Regions from separate parts of the Sus scrofa genome. Here region 2 is linked to region 1. A link is a contact called in public HiChIP or PLAC-seq data. All regions are on one chromosome and are shown on one strand. The core of a region is the stretch at or near the end of the contact, and the rest is flanking DNA. Distances in the headings are between cores, read along the strand shown.

Region 1 (2,767 bases), core at 197-2,696:
TATTCAGTGTACACTCCTGAAAGGAATACCAAAGTAAGTTAAGAAGTGTGTGTAGACTAAAAATTACTTCAACCACCGTGTGGGTGAAAAATGCTGACTGCCATGTCAATAAAACATGTTGTGGCCATCAAGGCCTTAGTCACTGCAGCCACTCAACTGTGCACCCTGAGGGGAATCAGGATGGAGAAAAATAGAATACTGGCCCTAGATAGTTAAGGTGCATACCAAAGGAATAATTTCAATCAGCCTACTCTTGTATATTCCCATACAAAGAAAAGTGCTAAACTCTTGATTTTTCTTTTTTTAATTATTAGTCTTTTGTTCAACTACCTGGTTTGTTTTTGCAAAACTCCTATATGTCTTGGCTCCCCCTTGAGCAATCTATCTCCCGGCTGTCTACTGAGATTAAGTCCTCAGCAAGGATGCCAAATAAAACATAATTCTCAGCTTTCAAGTTATGGGGTTTTTGTTTGTTTTCAGTCAACATACGGAATCAATATAACCAAGTGCACTATAGGTTTTCTGTAAGCGCTGGGGCATGGTCTCTAGCATTGCTTTGTATTTTTACAATAACATTACATCTGGTTTCCTGAACTCAAAAATGCTTTTACAAAGTACTGACCAAATCTAACAGCTACAAGGTAAACACTGGTTAACTATTCTTTCTCAAAATTCATTACCACCCATCTCTCACCTTTTCACTGTGATGAAAAGCAAGTTGCCTGTAAATGAATGAACACTTACTCTAGCTAGATCTCAACCTATCTGTAAAATTTGGACCTATGCTGGTCATTCATGAGAAGGGAAACGCAGATCTTCAATAAGTTATACGTGGCACAAAAAGAACAGCTTATGAAAACGAAAACAAGATGACAGCTTCTTCCATTGAGAAGATGGGTGGCTCTGAAAAGAGCCTTTTGGAGTCAAGCGACCCGGCGATCGGGCGAGCGCCACTATCCCGGCAGGGACTCACTTGGAGCTGGTGTACTTGGTGACCGCCTTGGTGCCCTCGGACACGGCGTGCTTGGCCAGCTCGCCGGGCAGCAGCAGGCGCACGGCCGTCTGGATCTCCCGGGACGTGATGGTCGAGCGCTTGTTGTAATGAGCCAGGCGGGACGCTTCGCCCGCGATGCGCTCGAAGATGTCGTTGACGAAGGAGTTCATGATGCCCATGGCCTTGGACGAGATGCCCGTGTCCGGGTGCACCTGCTTCAGCACCTTGTACACGTAGATGGAATAGCTCTCCTTGCGGCTGCGCTTCCGCTTCTTGCCGTCCTTCTTCTGGGCTTTGGTGACGGCTTTCTTCGAGCCCTTCTTGGGCGCCGGGGCGGACTTGGCGGGCTCAGGCATAACGGCAGACACCAGCTGCAAAGGACAACCGGGAACGCAAAGGCAACAACTACACGGAGGCTACCGGAAGCGACTCGGTACTTATAGAGGCCGTACGCAAATGAAGGCTTGGGTTCCGCCGCGTTGCGATTCGCGAGTTTTCAGTGGCTCTGCTGCGAGGGGAGACGAGGTTATGTAAATGAGTGGATTCTGGTTGCGCTATCCTATTGGCCACCGGGACACAGATGTGCTCTAGCCAATCAACGTGCTCCGTAGCCAATCGCCGCTCTGCCTATAAAAAGGTGAAGCGGGGCCGTTTAGGGCGACTTTCTCGGTCACCTAAGCGGGAGCCGGTTGCAGTGAGTGTCGTTGTCATGTCTGGTCGTGGCAAACAGGGAGGCAAGGCCCGCGCAAAGGCCAAGTCCCGTTCGTCCCGCGCAGGTCTGCAGTTCCCCGTAGGGCGGGTGCACCGCTTGCTGCGCAAAGGCAACTATGCCGAGCGGGTGGGGGCCGGCGCGCCCGTCTACATGGCGGCGGTGCTGGAGTACCTGACCGCGGAAATCCTGGAGCTGGCGGGCAACGCGGCGCGAGACAACAAGAAGACGCGCATCATCCCCCGCCACTTGCAGCTGGCTATCCGCAACGACGAGGAGCTGAACAAGCTGTTGGGCAAAGTCACCATCGCCCAGGGCGGCGTCTTGCCCAACATCCAGGCCGTGTTGCTCCCCAAGAAGACGGAGAGCCACCACAAGGCAAAGGGCAAGTGAGGCCGGCATCCGGAAGCCCACCCAGCCCCGTCCGGAAGGGGCACCTGTGAAATCAAAGGCTCTTTTCAGAGCCACCCACTCTTTCAAATAAAAAAAAGAGTTGTTACACTAGCCAGCTTTCTCCTTAACTCCACCCTTGGTAGTAAGCACGGAGGTGGGCGGAGGGAGTGCCGTTTGCCCTCTACTCCCTGCCGTTCCTCACTCGCCTCTGGAACTAGGTGCTTTAGCCGTTATTTTGCTGGGAAGCGGGTGCGGGTGGGAGTGTGGCAAATCCTAGGATCTAATTAACGCAGGTAGAGGTAGCAAACCTTGCTTGGGCGAGCCAGGGTCGACTCGGCTGCTGAAAGTAAGCAGTACCAGGCGGCCGCGACGCTCTATCTCGAAGTCGGATGCCCGGTGAGCAACTGCAGTTACTTCCCAAGCCTCTGCCCAACACCTGAGGTCTAGCACCAAGGGGACGTTCCCTCGCACACGCGCACGCCCCGTACACCCCAGTCGGTTAGGGGATAAAGACGGTTTTCGGGAGCGTAGCGGACGTGGGTTTTGGCTTGAGCCCACCGTCTTTGGAAGGGGAGTGGGGGGAGTGAGGAGGCGCCTTCGCGGCGGGGATGGGGATAACAGGTCCTGAGGCTCTCGGAAGTGGAGTCTTGCTCCCGGAGAGGGCGCAGATA
Region 2 (2,767 bases), core at 104-2,603, 160 kb before region 1:
ATTGACATCCACTAGATCCATCACTTCGAAGTGTTTTTTTGTCTCTTGAGTTGGCTGGCTTGGGCGATCAAGAAAAGCCTTCACCCAGTAGTCTACACACCCATATTTTCCTTTGAAAGATGTTCCCAGAGGCCTTTATAAAGAAAAAGGAAACAACTAACTTAAAAAAATGCTCTCCAAGAACAGTGAGTGATCAAAGGAGGGGAAGATTTTTAGAGACAGATAAGTCCACAGATGCATTTAGCTGATACCTACCCCTGAGGAAGCTCAAAGCCAAACTTGTATTCATATTTGTTTCCAGGTCTCATGATCACCATCTCATTCTCCCCTGAAAAGAGAGATAAGCAAGTAACCATTAGGTTTCCTGTTACACTTAAAATGCATCTGTGCCGATAAGGAATTCTTAGGCATCACGCAAGAGTATTGCAGAACTCGTATTCTCATCCCTTTTGTTCCTAAATGACAGATTCTGATGTATTTTGTTGGGCAAAAAGTTGCAAAGCCCTGTAGTGTTGACAGGCTCAACCAGGACAGTTAAGCTACAATCATCTCAAACAAGAAGCAAGCAAAGAATAAGCAACTTATGCACAGAAATGTTTCAATAGGTAAGGCAACATCCTTCAACATCTCCAGAACACAGCACCACAAGAAATTGTACAAATCACCCTTTTGGGTGGGCAGGGATTGTAAATTAAAAAGAAACAAAAAGATAAGGAATTGACACAAAATTCAAACCACACCACCTGAGCAACTTAGAATATTTAGTGTAGGCTCTATTTATTCGTATCAACTCTCTTCTCAAATCAGCTTTCGCCCTCCAGTCAACAGCTGGGTCACTTACCTGTTGGGTGGTCGTCCAGGAGAAGAGTGTCTTCATAGCGCAGGTAGTCCAAGGTCTGTTTGCACTGCTGGGATCCCTGCATCCACAGGACTTTGGCCACTCCACAAGCCAGGATCCTGACAGCTTTGATTCGAGTGACTTCACACACCTCCACTATCACCCGGCCAGCCACCTTCTCCCCACAGCCGTACACCTTTTCGGGGTCGTTAAAGACCACCTCAAAAGACTTGATCTTCTTGAACATCACCATGTTTGGGCTCGGTTGACTTGAGAGTTAGAAACGGGGCAGGGGGCAGGAGTGAAAAACAAAACCCCGAATCAAAGGGCCCTTTGCAATGAATTAAAATTATTTCACTTTTCAACTCTCTATTAAATGTTCGACAAGATGTTCCCTTGCTGGTTGTGCCAAGGTATTTCAAAAGAAAAATAAGCTCTTTCCTGTCTTTCCTCCAACAGCTGGAGGAGAGCTCCGGATCTCGGCGGGAAAGCTAACAGCGATCTGCCAGAGGAGTGGAAAGGATAGCTTGTGCTGAGAGCTATAAACTGCTCTATATAGTAGCCGGGCAGGCAGAGCCACGCGAGCGCTGGCCCGGAGGCTCGTGCAGCCCTCGTGCACAGCCCGCCCATTGGCTGCCCGCTCCATGTTTACCAGGAGCCCGACCAATCAGCGAAGTCGCAGCGGCGCGTGGACACAGTGTGCTCCTGGCGGGGAAAATGGTTGTTGTGCACTGCTGCGGCCCTGGGAGGAGGGGGCGCAGGGGCCGTGGGCGGCTTCCCGGGAGCCCAAAGGAACGAAGCATTCGCAGACCCTAAAATTTATCCGAGGCCAGTGGCCTTGGGAGGGCGAATGAGGATGCTTCTGGGCTGGAGCGACATTTCGAGGTAAAAGGAAAATGTGCTTATGAGGGAATTTCGTGCCTAGCCATTGCCAGTGCAGTTAATTTAGAGGCGACCGTTTATTCCCGGCTCACAAATCGCAAGTCGTGTGAAAAACAATCCCCGAGCGCCAAGAATACTTTAGGATTGGGGCGGAGGGCAAGGAGTGCTGCTGTTATTATTCAGGACGAGCCCCTTTGTCTTCTTGCCCCGCATCTCTATTAAAAACACCCCCCCCCCAAAAAAAATAAGCTGATGTGAGAAGGAAATGAGAATTTGTCACAAATTTTTACCCTCTTCTCCGCGCACACAGGGAAGCGCGCGTGTGGGACCTACCAGCCTTTTTCCTCCCTTTCCAGCCCCCAGGGCTCAGGGCTTGGTGCTGGGCTGTTCCTCAGCCCCTGCGCCCCCAACTCAGTTCTCTCTGTTCTCTGGACCGGAAACAGTAAGGGCGCGGCCACATCCTGTTGCTAATGCCCTCATCTCTTCAGTCCCTAACCTGCAAAGTTGAGGGACACTTTGTTTCTGTTCTCCCAGTTACCTCATCACTTCTTTAGTAAATTGTGTTCTCTAGGCTCAGGTTACCTCTCCCTCCCTACTTCTCCAGGAAAGGGGGAAAAAAAAGGATGCTTCATTCTGCGCTTTTTTTCTGAATAACTTTAACTCTTTCTTGCCTTCGTTCCCTCTCCAATTTACTAAATCAAAGGTACATCCCTAAATCTGCTGCCCACCCTCCTCACAGCCTTCAAGTTAATTAAAAGCAGTAAAGTTCTCTGGTCTGTAACCAAAGTGTCCTGTTTGAAGGAAGCATTTCCTATCTTTGAAAAGTTTTTTTTTTTTTCTAAGTTGTTCAGAAATTGCTAAGAAAGCAAAGAGAAGACCGAAGGTTCACTGGCACGCTATATGCTAAAGCTGGAAGAGAACCTGACTCCTCATCCTGTGTTGTCATTTGGCTTGCTGACAGGTGGGTTTTTCCCTAGCTGGCCATGAGATGCCTTAGGAGCTGACTCCCAAGCAATTTCTCAAAAATGCAATAAGAGGAGTTTCCAT

The links. HiChIP or PLAC-seq counts read pairs in DNA pulled down with a chosen protein or histone mark.
Region 2: a contact with region 1 is called in an H3K27ac HiChIP or PLAC-seq map of alveolar macrophages. The contact joins the promoter of TXNIP here to the promoter of LOC102162202 in region 1. A contact is called at or near these places in 2 of 2 datasets of contacts at active chromatin or transcription factors (alveolar macrophages and skeletal muscle).

The regions. Positions count from the first base shown.
Region 1 is chr4:99,188,184-99,190,950 of Sscrofa11.1, reverse strand. LOC102162202 (histone H2B type 2-E) reads right to left here and starts at 1,446. Exons shown (of 1, transcript XM_013997205.2): 1 at 1-1,446. The coding sequence starts at 1,350. The coding sequence ends at 970. It overlaps LOC100624086 (histone H2A type 2-A-like), which reads left to right and starts at 1,537. Exons shown (of 1, transcript XM_003355215.5): 1 at 1,537-2,207. The coding sequence starts at 1,575. The coding sequence ends at 2,096.
Region 2 is chr4:99,347,175-99,349,941 of Sscrofa11.1, reverse strand. TXNIP (thioredoxin interacting protein) reads right to left here and starts at 1,353. Exons shown (of 8, transcript NM_001044614.2): 1 at 842-1,353; 2 at 256-328; 3 at 1-133. The coding sequence starts at 1,091. It overlaps LOC106510173 (a long non-coding RNA gene), which reads left to right and starts at 1,585. Exons shown (of 4, transcript XR_002343449.1): 1 at 1,585-1,723; 2 at 2,564-2,681.